Regions from separate parts of the Danio rerio genome. Here region 1 is linked to region 2. A link is a contact called in public Hi-C data. All regions are on one chromosome and are shown on one strand. The core of a region is the stretch at or near the end of the contact, and the rest is flanking DNA. Distances in the headings are between cores, read along the strand shown. Region 1 overlaps lrmda (leucine rich melanocyte differentiation associated). Region 2 overlaps lrmda (leucine rich melanocyte differentiation associated).

Evidence for each region. Hi-C and Micro-C count contacts between places; a contact is called where the count stands out from the background.
Region 1: a Hi-C map of embryo shows a contact between it and region 2, with 2.9 times the contacts expected there. The contact joins two enhancer-like sites. A contact is called at or near these places in 4 of 18 Hi-C or Micro-C datasets (caudal fin, embryo and an unstated tissue).

What each region holds. Positions count from the first base shown.
Region 1 is chr13:19,099,145-19,104,662 of GRCz12tu, forward strand. lrmda (leucine rich melanocyte differentiation associated) reads right to left here. Exons shown (of 7, transcript NM_001020701.2): 5 at 2,155-2,281. Among named protein-coding and RNA genes, the nearest start is that of lrmda, 350 kb to the right of the region's middle. Within about 2 kb of position 1,782, at least 9 of the 62 cell types and tissues checked have an H3K27ac peak or open chromatin away from gene starts, as enhancers often do.
Region 2 is chr13:18,972,720-18,978,482 of GRCz12tu, forward strand. It overlaps lrmda (leucine rich melanocyte differentiation associated), which reads right to left. Exons shown (of 7, transcript NM_001020701.2): 6 at 1-40. Among named protein-coding and RNA genes, the nearest start is that of kcnma1a, 470 kb to the left of the region's middle. Within about 2 kb of position 1,987, at least 16 of the 62 cell types and tissues checked have an H3K27ac peak or open chromatin away from gene starts, as enhancers often do.

The DNA.
Region 1 (5,518 bases), core at 532-3,031, 130 kb after region 2:
GTGAGGTCATAGCATGCAATTCAGAGTAGTATACAATTCAGAGCATAAAAACCTACCATTTCCAAAACTCTGTACAATTGACTTAAGGCCAGCTTTTAGATGATAAATATGGCGGCCTATTTCAGCTGCCTTAAAATTGCAATGTGCCTTAACACACCTCTTTTCAGACCAGCATGCCCATGAGTGCATGAAGTGGCGCAAATGGATTTGCTATTTAAACAACGTTGCGCAAAACGTGAAAATGACTCATGCGCCAGGCAGAAAATGGCAACAAATCACACCCTACATCGGGTGTATAATAGGGCCCATATAGTTATAAAAAGATAGAAATCATAGAATAAAATGTAAAAAAAATACACTGTTCCTAATATTTGAAACACTACAAATGTATAATTACCAATAGATTGACGTGGACTGTAGGGCAGTAATACAGTATGTCTCTGCTTCAGAAATAAAAGCATAAACTTCTAAATTTTCATTCATTCATTTTCTTTTCGGCTTAGTTCCTTTATTAATCAGGGGTCGCAACAGTGGAATGAACTACCAACTTATCCAGCATATGTTTAACGCAGTGGATGCCTTTCCAGGTGCAACCCATCACTGGTAAACACCCATACACTCATTCACACACATACACGACGGTCAATTTAGTTTTTATAATTCAATTCACCTACACCGCATGTCTTTGGACTGTGGGGGAAACTGAGGCCCCCGAAGGACACCCACGCGAACATAGGTAGAAGATGCAAACTACACACAGAAATGCCAACTGACCCAGCCGGGGCTCGAACCAGCGACCTTGTTGCTGTTGGGCAATCATGCTACCCACTGCACCACTGTGACTCACTACTTTTAAACTTCTAAAATCTTCTTTTTTTTTTTTGCTGTGTGTACTCAATCCCCCAAAATACCACATAATGTCAAGCCTGCAAAAGGCAATTCCATTTTGAAAGAGAATATTTCATAGAAGATTTTTTACAAAAGATTTGGATTAGATGCAAACCCTGCAAAACTATAAACACTATCTAGGTCATTTATTGGAAGAGTTCGAGATATTTAGAGAGTTCACTGTACTTTTCAACAGTGCGGCCGCTAAGCATTAAATGCTGGAACTTTTTCAATAGCTGTGCTCAAAATGGATTTACTGTGGCATTTTGTTACCGTTTTAAAAGAAATTGTTTTATTTGTTTCACATGTGATCATTTATTCATCTCCATCACTCTCAAATCTGCATGTCCTGAAACGTCTCGTCTTATTTAAGCAGACAGGTTGCACAACACTTTATTTTCCATTTTCCAGTCATCTTTTCTCATTTTCCAACCGACAAACTATCCTCCAAATTAAAAACATGCCCGGATGAGGTTAACTCCTATGCATGCTTTTCAATCTTCAGTCGCTTTAATGCTGAAACAAAATAAGTGACTTCACCATCATTCTACTCTTTTTCTTTCTCTGTACACATGTATACACAACTCGCCGACCTGATTCAACCACAAGCTAAACATTTATGATTCTACAATTGCACAAAATCAAGCCATTCTTTCATAAACTCAAGTAGAGAGGTGGACGGAGATGTGCTTGAAAACTAGGGCTCTCAAATGCAAGAGAGAGAAATAATTGTGTGTGCGACGGATAATTAAGCGATAGTGACTGTCGTGAACGTGAGCTGTCAGTCCGATCGAGAGCGCTGTCACGCCACACGATGCAAGGCCGAGCGGACAGGCGCCGTCCACTTTGATCTGGGCTCATGCATACAGAAAGAGGTCAGGTCGTGGTCATTAAAAAGACCCTCCTCTAAACAGCCAGGCGAGAATGAAAGGCCACGTCTTCAAAGAGCTGCGTACAAGTAACCTCTTAAGAGTTTCTGACAATTTGCGGCGAACAAACAATGGAGGCTAAGAAGAAGTGGGATGGATTAGCTTACGGTGCCTTAGCCTTTTAAGTTCTTATAGTCATCCACACAGAAAGGGGAGGGTTACACAAATCATTCACATGGTCAGGGTGTCTAGTTATTCAGCCACGTTACATAAAGGAAAGATACTTAACCGGCTACTGAGTCACCTACTAAACCAGGCCGTTTTCTGTCGATTGGTAAAAGCTTTGATTCTGTAGTGTCATGCGACTCTGACTTTGTAGTAAATTGAAAGCACTTACTTGGTCATTTTTTGGCTTGACCACCTTCATGAAAGCTCCACGTGCTTGGGCCTCTGACCGCTCCCACTGGGTCACTCTCCTGGTGTCCAGGAACTTCAGATTTGTCAGCTTATGTAGTACAAAGTACCTACAGATCAAATTAAAAGTAGCAACACAAAGCAGATTTTTAGTAAACTGGATTACAGGTCACAAAAGCAATATGTTCTTGCTTTATAGAAGTTTACAGAACTTAGTTTTTAAACCTGAACAATTATAGTACATTTTGTACATTCAGAGATGTCTCTCTGCTATGGATGTGACAGATGTGAAATTGCCACTTGTGTGAATTTTATAAATCAAATATAATTGTTTGAAAACATTGACAGATACATTTTAGAGTATTTTTAAAGCACTGTAGAATACAAGCCTACACAAAAAAAATCGCAGAAACAGTTTTGCTATTTTGGCAAAAACTTAATTTGTTTCATGGCAAGGTTGGCATTTGCATGAAATTGCTCATATTCCATAAAAAAAAAAACGTTTACAATATCATGCTTACTAGTGCATAATTTTGCCTACTATCTGCTTTTGTAATGCTTATGGATACAAAACATCATTTACAAAAGTGTAAATGATCAAACCTTTTTAATTGCAATATATATATATATATATATATATATATATATATATATATATATATATATATATATATATATATATATATATATATATATATATTCTGTTGTGTATTTCTGTAATATTATTTTATATATTTTTTTCTTTTATATTATTTTAGCAGTACTTTAACGCGATGTAATGTGACCAGAAGCGTTGTTATCAGATGTTTTATTTTTCACTTCTGTTAAATTTATTTAGTTTATGTTGTAGATGAAACGAAATTGCCTAGAAATACAATATACATGTTAGGCTAAACACAATTCAAAGCAGATTCATTGTTTGGTAACAGTAAACCGCTACTTGCTTGTATCAAACTTGTCCTTACATCAAAACAACGTTGAAGTCAGTATGTTTGGTCGTTTACACTTAACAGCGTGTTTGTTGTTGCTGTTGAGTAATACTTTTGCACTCTCTCGTTTGATTTCCAGCGTGTCATCTTCTTCTATTGGATTGTCCCCTAAAGGCTGAATTACAGTCCTGCGCTACAGCGCCTTGTTAGTCAAACTGCGTTATTGCAGCCCCTTAGTTCAAGAGGTCCAAAAACAACTATATATTGTTTGACTCAACAAATCCTATAAATTTACCAGAATTCTAACCGGAAAATGAACAAACACATAAGCAAAAAGCAAAAATATATATATTCAATATAAACAAAATGTATTAAAAATAATAAATAATAAGCCTAAATAACTCAATAATTTGAAAGCTAAACTAAAACAACACTGTGTGCATTAAAAACATTGACGTTAACACATTTCAGATAATAAATTAACATGACTTATATTTAAATTATTATTATTATTATTATTATTATTATTATTATTATTATTATTATTATTATTATTATTATTATTATTGTTATTGTTATTATTATTATTATTATTGGTGCTTTTTAATATGCCTTGAGCAGGGTTGGGCAAAAATACATTGAAATCTTCATTCATTCATGTTCTTTTTGGCTTAGTCCTTTTTTAAAAAACGCAAACTCCACACAAAAAATGCCAACAGACCCAGCCGAGGCCCAAACCAGCGACCTTCTTGCTGTGAGGAGATTGTGCTACCCACTGCTCTAAATGTTTTTGCCACATACTGATTAACTATGTCAAGGTTTTAACTAACATTACAGATCAGCTACTGGCATTTTGAACAGCCAGTGAAGATTTGTAGGTATCGCCACTGTAGGACTTTTTTATTGTTTGTCTTATTTTCCTGTCTTATTTTGACTTGCTCCCGAAATTCACCCCTGCTATTTGTCTGTTACTTTCTTTTTTATGTGATGCATACTTTTCATCCATACTCCAAGCATTGATCAACGTCTTTAATATGAATTATTTTTTTAGTCTGATATCAAGCCTAGACAAATAACCAAAAAAGCACCAATCTGAGGCCACATTTTTACGAAGTCATTGTGTAGACTTCTTACAAAGTATTTTACAGTAAAAATACAAGTCATTAAAGTATTTTGATACGAAATATAAACCCATTTTCATAAACCCTATTAGATACAAATTACAAAATACTATTTTGTATTTAAAATCTGTAATACATGTACCATAAACACTACCCATCCCTGACCTTGAGTTTGTACAGTGCTGGGTAAAACTGCATTTTCTTATTGTGCACCTTGGGCATGGAATAATTAGCAAAAATATTTCAAACTAAATGAAATTGGTCTTTTGGTGAATTTTTTGTTGAGAGGATTGATGAATGTCTTGTATTTTAAAATTGTTTACTGTACGGCCGTTACCTTGGCCAGGTCTTTTTATAAAACAGATTTTAAATCCTAATGAGATTTCCAGGTTAATAATAACAATAATAAATAAATAAATAAATAAAGTCATATCATTTTTTTTTTTTTTTGCATGTATGTATTTATTTATTTATTTATTTATTTATTTATTTATTTATTTATTTATTTATTTATTTATCTATTTATTTATTTGTTTGTTTGTTTGTTTGTTTGTTTATTTTATTATTATTTTGTACTTCAAATCAATAATACAGCTGTCATTATATTTTAGCAGTAATGTATTTTGCATGGAAAAGTTTGAAAACAACATTAAATACCTATATCCACCACAAGTTTACAAAGGAAAAACTGACTGTGGCACAAAGGCGACGAATCAAACTCAAATCTGCAAGACAACTACATAAAATAAATCTCAAACCAACACTCCCGTCAAAAGGCATTAAATTAACCGCAGCGGTGTTTGTAAATAGGTAATTAACTTCAAAATATGTAAAAATACGGACAACATACAAACAGATGAAAACCCCGCATTGACAGAATCTGCCAAGCTGTCATTCGCGCAGCTTCACAGATATCTCTTTACGCTTTCGCACACTCTCTGTCTTTCATTCAGCGAGAGAAAATGACGTGAGATAATAGCAGGAATACATAGATGACAACAGATTCTTTCACAGGCTGACTGGAATGGAGGAAGAAGCATGTCAAGACTTCAAACGGAGAGAGAGAGACAGAGAGAGACAGACAGACAGAAAGAGAGAGAGAGACACTAAGTGGAGGGTGTGAACAGATGTGTATATGGGCAGTGACAGATTCCCAACCGAGCTCTCATGCAAAAGCCAGCAACAAAGCCGTGATGATGACAATGATGAAGGACGAAGGCGAACCCATGCTACGTGTTTATTCCTGATGGATCACAGAGAACACAATTGCAGATTGATCCTATTAAGATAAGCCTGA
Region 2 (5,763 bases), core at 737-3,236:
GCGTGGCAATGGATTCAGACCTCGTATCACTGGCAGTGTCCTGAAACAGAACAAAAAAAAAAATGTATATATATATAATATTTCTCAGTGTGCAGTTTACACACCTGCAAACATTTATAACATCTACGGCAATGTATTACTCAGCAGAGACAGGAGAAATGTTGGTTATTGATTTCCGTATGCGATGATCCTAATTGAGTTAAATGAAAAGAAGTCATTTGTCACAAGCAATCTGGAATATTTCTTCAGATTGATGACACAAAAGGGAGAGAGAATGGAAAACGCACGGCGGGGCGAGAGACAAGTGAAGAATGCGGGTGAGATTTCACTGCCATGACTGATTGTCTAAATGCCATAAATTTTATCAGTGCAGAGGAGAGGAAATGTTAGGAGCGGCGTTCGTATTTTATCAGGGCTCAGGACGAGGGCAACTTTCATTATTTTGCAAGGAGGGGAGTGAAAGGTGAGGATGGGCGCTGGCTTTGATTACCTGTCCCCTGCCTATTGAAGAGTGGGGGCCACCAGGGAAAGGGCCCCAGTCACTACTCAGCCATGAAGAGCCCCACGGGTCAGACCTAGGTCAACCTGCCACTCACACACACACACACACAAGTGGCTGTGTGTTGACAATCCAACAGGTGGCATGAAATTACTGCTCTCCAAAGGCCAGACCTGAGTTTAAGTAAACTCATCTCTCACTGGCCGACCTTAAAAATACAAATATATTCACATAAAGGCCACCGCATAGACAGACAGAACAGGGAGACGAGTTGGAGAGAATACAGATCGCCTGTGTGCTTCGGGTAGGTCACAAGTGTTGTTTTCTACCTCCTTTGTCTTCTTTCAAGGACCAAAAACAAAGTATATATCATGATGTGTTGATATCTGATGCCTTTGTGAAAATATTCTGCCTTTCTGCAGGCAGAAATTCTCTGAGCATTTAATCATTCTGAGAGTAGAGGTTGCCTCTTTTTTACTGAAATCACTGCTTTAGTGAGTGAGAATGCCTTGTGCATGTAAGATTAAAAGAATTTAGATTTTAATATTTTCTAATTTGACAGTGCTCTTTTATAATTGAATGTGTTTCATAACAATTTATTTCTGTGATGGCAAGCTGAATTTGCAGCAGCCATTACTTCAGTCATCAATCAGAAATAATTCTAATATGATGATTAGTATTTTCAAATTAAGATCATAGCGCCCTTACGATTATGGGTAAAACTTTATTTTGATAGTCCATTTGAGTATTAGTAGACTTACTGCCTAATATCTGTTGATACTGCTGCTAAACAAACATTTCACTGACAAAAAAACTTTGCAAGTACATGTCTACTTGCACTAGCCCTAACCCTAAGCCCAACCTAACAGTCTACTTATATTCTTATAAGAATTAGTTGGCATGTAGATGCAATGTTTCTTAAACTCAACAAACGGACCATCAAAATATAGTGTGACTCAATTATGACTGTTGAAAACAAAAATAACTTTGCAAATCCTTCTAACATTAGAATTCAGTGCTTAAATGTAAAAAAAAAATATTATTTATAAATATTTTTCTGTATGTGAAAAATTTAATAAAATCAAATTAAAAAGCTTTGTTTGTGTATGTGTGTGTGTGTGTGTGATCATCACATGACTAATCTTCACACTAATTACCCAAATCCACTGGGGTACGGCAGCATTGGGGTTTCCAAGCATGTCAGCGCTTTCCTTGTTACCATTTCAATCTCCTCCGGCCATTTGGCTTTAATATCCTAAAGCAGCATTTTTAGTGTCAGCTTCAGTCCGCCCTGACTAATTTCCTCTGGACCTGACAGATCAGAGGCCTTCCCCACCAAACAGCCCTGTCCCAGCCACAAAGCCGCTCGTAATCCTGCTGCTTGTCTACAATTAATCTTCCCAGTTGCCACATTATTAACACCACCACCCACAGTCAGGGGCTGGCTATGCCCCACCGGACACACAGTACCCCCCCCTCCGGCCCAGCGGCCAGGCACGTCAATCACATGCCGTGCGCAAAAGTCGCCTGCTGTCAACATCAGAGATGCCCCCTTCTCTGCTAAGCATCCCACCCCTCCCGGGCCGAGTCCACTGATCAAACACCCCCATCCTGGAAGAAGATTAATCAGAGCCCTCCCTCCACTTCCTCCACTCCCATCCACTCCTCTCTTTCTCTTTATTCAATGAGCCATCATCGAGATGAGAAAGGAGGCCTGGCTCATAATGGGAATCCCGGCAGAAAAAAAAAAAAAAAAAGTTAAAGGAAAACTCAGTTTGAATGCCAGCTGTTATCTGGGGGGAAAAAGGGCAGGAGGACAAGAGCCTTGCTTTGATCGGCATCCTTAAGATTTTACACAAACATAATCACAAGCCAAGGGGTCATCCTGAAGCCTTTGAATTCATTCAATCCGGGAGCTTTAAGCATGCACAGGCAGTTAAGAGCTTTTCCTTTCACCGAGCACTTTGTTTTTGGTTGATTTTAAAAGATATACATCACTATCCATCAAACAAATGGCAACTTGTGTGCACAGACCTGCCTATCTTTAATGAATGATAGTCAGTTTGTTGGGAGATTTGTCTGAATGTTATTGCAGTAAATAAAATATCAAACCAATTGTCACCTGGAGGCAAATGGTGCAATGACCTGAGCAAACTAACTCACTAACATTTTTAAGCATAATGTCAGTTCTCAACGTTCACACAAGTGTGTAACGTCGTAACCCAAACCTCAGAAAATTGTGCATTTGTGTATTTTTACTTTAAAGGAAAAGTTAATTTGATCATTGGTGGTTGTGTATGTTGATTAGGGCGGTGAAATTGCTCGAAATCAAATCACAATCGCAATTTGAAGCATTGTTAATTTTATTTATTAATTATAGAATTTAAAGTTATAGCATTTATTATTGTTAGTTTAATATATATATATATATATATATATATATATATATATATATATATATATATATATATATATATATATATATATATATATATATATATATATATATTACAGTATGTAACCATCTTACTAGCCAATTGAGTGACAAATACTTTCATTCTGGCCAATTAGAATTGCACAACTGACCTATGCAAAGGCCCACAATTAAAAGAAAACAAACAAACAGGAAAGTGCAGACAAGTGAGATAATGGCGTCCGCTGCTTCAGAAGTTTAATAGACAAATTAATATATAAGAAAAACAGCATTGGTAATATGGGAATGTTTTGATTTCAAAGTGCTAAACACAGAACAAAAAAAAAAAAAATTTTTAAGAGCTGTCGCAGAATTGTTGCCACGACTTACAGATTATTGAGCTGAAGCTTGACTATAAAATTAAATCGCAAATCAAATCGCAACATATGTCAAAAAAATTTACAATTAGATATTTTCCCCAAATCGCACAGCCCTAATGTTTACACACTAAATTTATTAATCAATCAATTAATCAACTAATACAACAGTGACTGAAATAATCACGCTTGGCATAATGCATACCGAGGGTGATTTTTATTTTTATCAAAGTGTGTGTTTTTGGGGTTTGAATATGCATGTATGAATGAATAAATGAAATAAATGAAATAAACAAACAAAATAAATATTTAAACAACAACAACAACAACACTGGTAGTAATAATTACAGACTATAATTAAATAAATTGGTAAGTGAATGTTATAGCTACTTCTGTGGATACAAATAAATAAACAAACAAACAAAGACGGCTGTAGGTTGCTTGAATTGCCAATGAAACAATGAAACTGTCCATTTTAGAGATTAAAGATTAGTGTCTGGGTGAAAGATATTATGCCATTGACCACAAGGTGAAAGAAGAACCATTCACTCAATACAGCTCTGATGAACACTCCATCAAGGCTACAATTTTATATACATCTTTATAGACCATTTTGAGGGATGTAAACAAAAACCAATGTATTTCCTGTTTTACATTTTTAATTTCTATAGCTTCCAAGAATCCAAAAAAAAAAAAAAACAGCTACATATTGATCAATAATGTTAACACTGAGTTATGATTGAATTGCCTCTTGTTACAGTTGTGAAATAGTTTGATAACAAGTAGGAAATGTTCAATGGTCTATAAAGCATCAGCAAATAAACTAAAGCTCCTTCAAGAACACCCAACACCAAGACACATCTTCCAATCTCATCTTCCAGGAGCCAAACTTCAGCTCTCATCCGTTCCTTTTGTTCCTTCTCTTTCTCTCCACCCACTCACGTTCTGACATAAGAGTGCAATAATTTCCTGCACTGGTCAGATGGGGGCGCTGCAGCGTCAGGTTTGCATACGCCTCTCTCTCATCTCAGCACGCAGGGCTCTTGTTCTCCAGGCCCTGGGCATATGCTGCCTGCTCACATCATTATTGTCTTTATACACTGAGTAATCACTACACTTTATGATAATGCAGCAGAAATTTACAAGCTGGAGAAAGAAAGAAAGTCTCTAATAATGGCATTAACAGAGAAAGCCACAGCAGCTCTCGGCCCAACAGGGGCTCTGCACTCAAAGGGAGGACTGCTTGCTGAAAATGTCACAGTGAAATATGACTCGTCTCCTGGATTATACATCATACTCATGCTCCCTCTTCCCTTCGCATGTCCTTTTTTTTTCTTTCTCTCCCCCGCAAATAAATGACGAAAAATCCAGCCATTTGTGATTATCAACTCCAAACAAATCTCCAGCCCAGAGAGTGGGTAGAGGTGAACGGCTGGCTAAGATGCAGTTAACGCTATGATTTGGTTTGCCGCGAACCCCCAAAGCTGGAGACATCCCTGAAACATCAAGAGTTGAGCGCATCCAGAGCAACTTGCGGCGCATCTCATCCTTACAACGTCTGATCAGGGCTACAATCTAATTACCAGTGCCACAAAAGAGATATACAGAGATAGAGTGAGACAGACAGAGGGAGAGAGAAAGAGAGGCAAAGATCAGTGTAAACACCAGTGCTTTTTATCTCCTTATATATCTGGACAAGTAGACAAAGTGCTAAAACGAAATAAATGTGGCCTGACAGCCACTTCAAAGAGTTCAGCCAGGGGCTTTACTGCTACTTAAGGCGCAGGAATGTTGTTGCTAAGCATCAGCCTACAACCTATCAGGCCCAACAGAAGGGCCTGCTTTCCCTTTAAGAGCAAGCGAGAGAAAGAGAGTGGAAATTCGACAGTAACGGGAGGCTTGGGATTCAAGGAGATTTTGTAGCTTAAAGCAATTGTTAGAAGAAACAAGCTTTCTGTTTTGTTTTCTCTTGACACCATTTCAGCTTTTTGTGCTTGCAAAAGACATGTAGTAAAATGTTTTTTGATATGTTTTCTCTCTGGGTCTGTAACAAGGAGGGGGAAAAAAAGTGTTTTCCGTGGGTATGAAACTTTCCTTGTCTTTCGTGCAAGACTTTTTTTTTCCTCTCTCTCTCTCTCTGATGAGCCGAAGATCAGAAGGAAAACAAATATCTTTGTGTGTATTTAAGTCAATGAAGAGTCGGTCTGGTGTTGACTTCTATTTTTACTTCTTAAGCTCATTTAATCATGATATGCTTTGCATAAAAAGTCTTCTATATATGTGGGGCAGACCTATAAATTGTATCTGAAGCGCAGACTGTGATTATACACAGTATAAATGTCACGCTGAGAGTGGGAAAATGTTCAGTGTGCCAATCACCGAAGAAGCACTTTAATGCTTTTGACCTTCATAATTGTCTCTCAGATGTGTGGCAGTAATGCGTTTTAAATGGGTGTAGTGTGCATAAAAGTGTA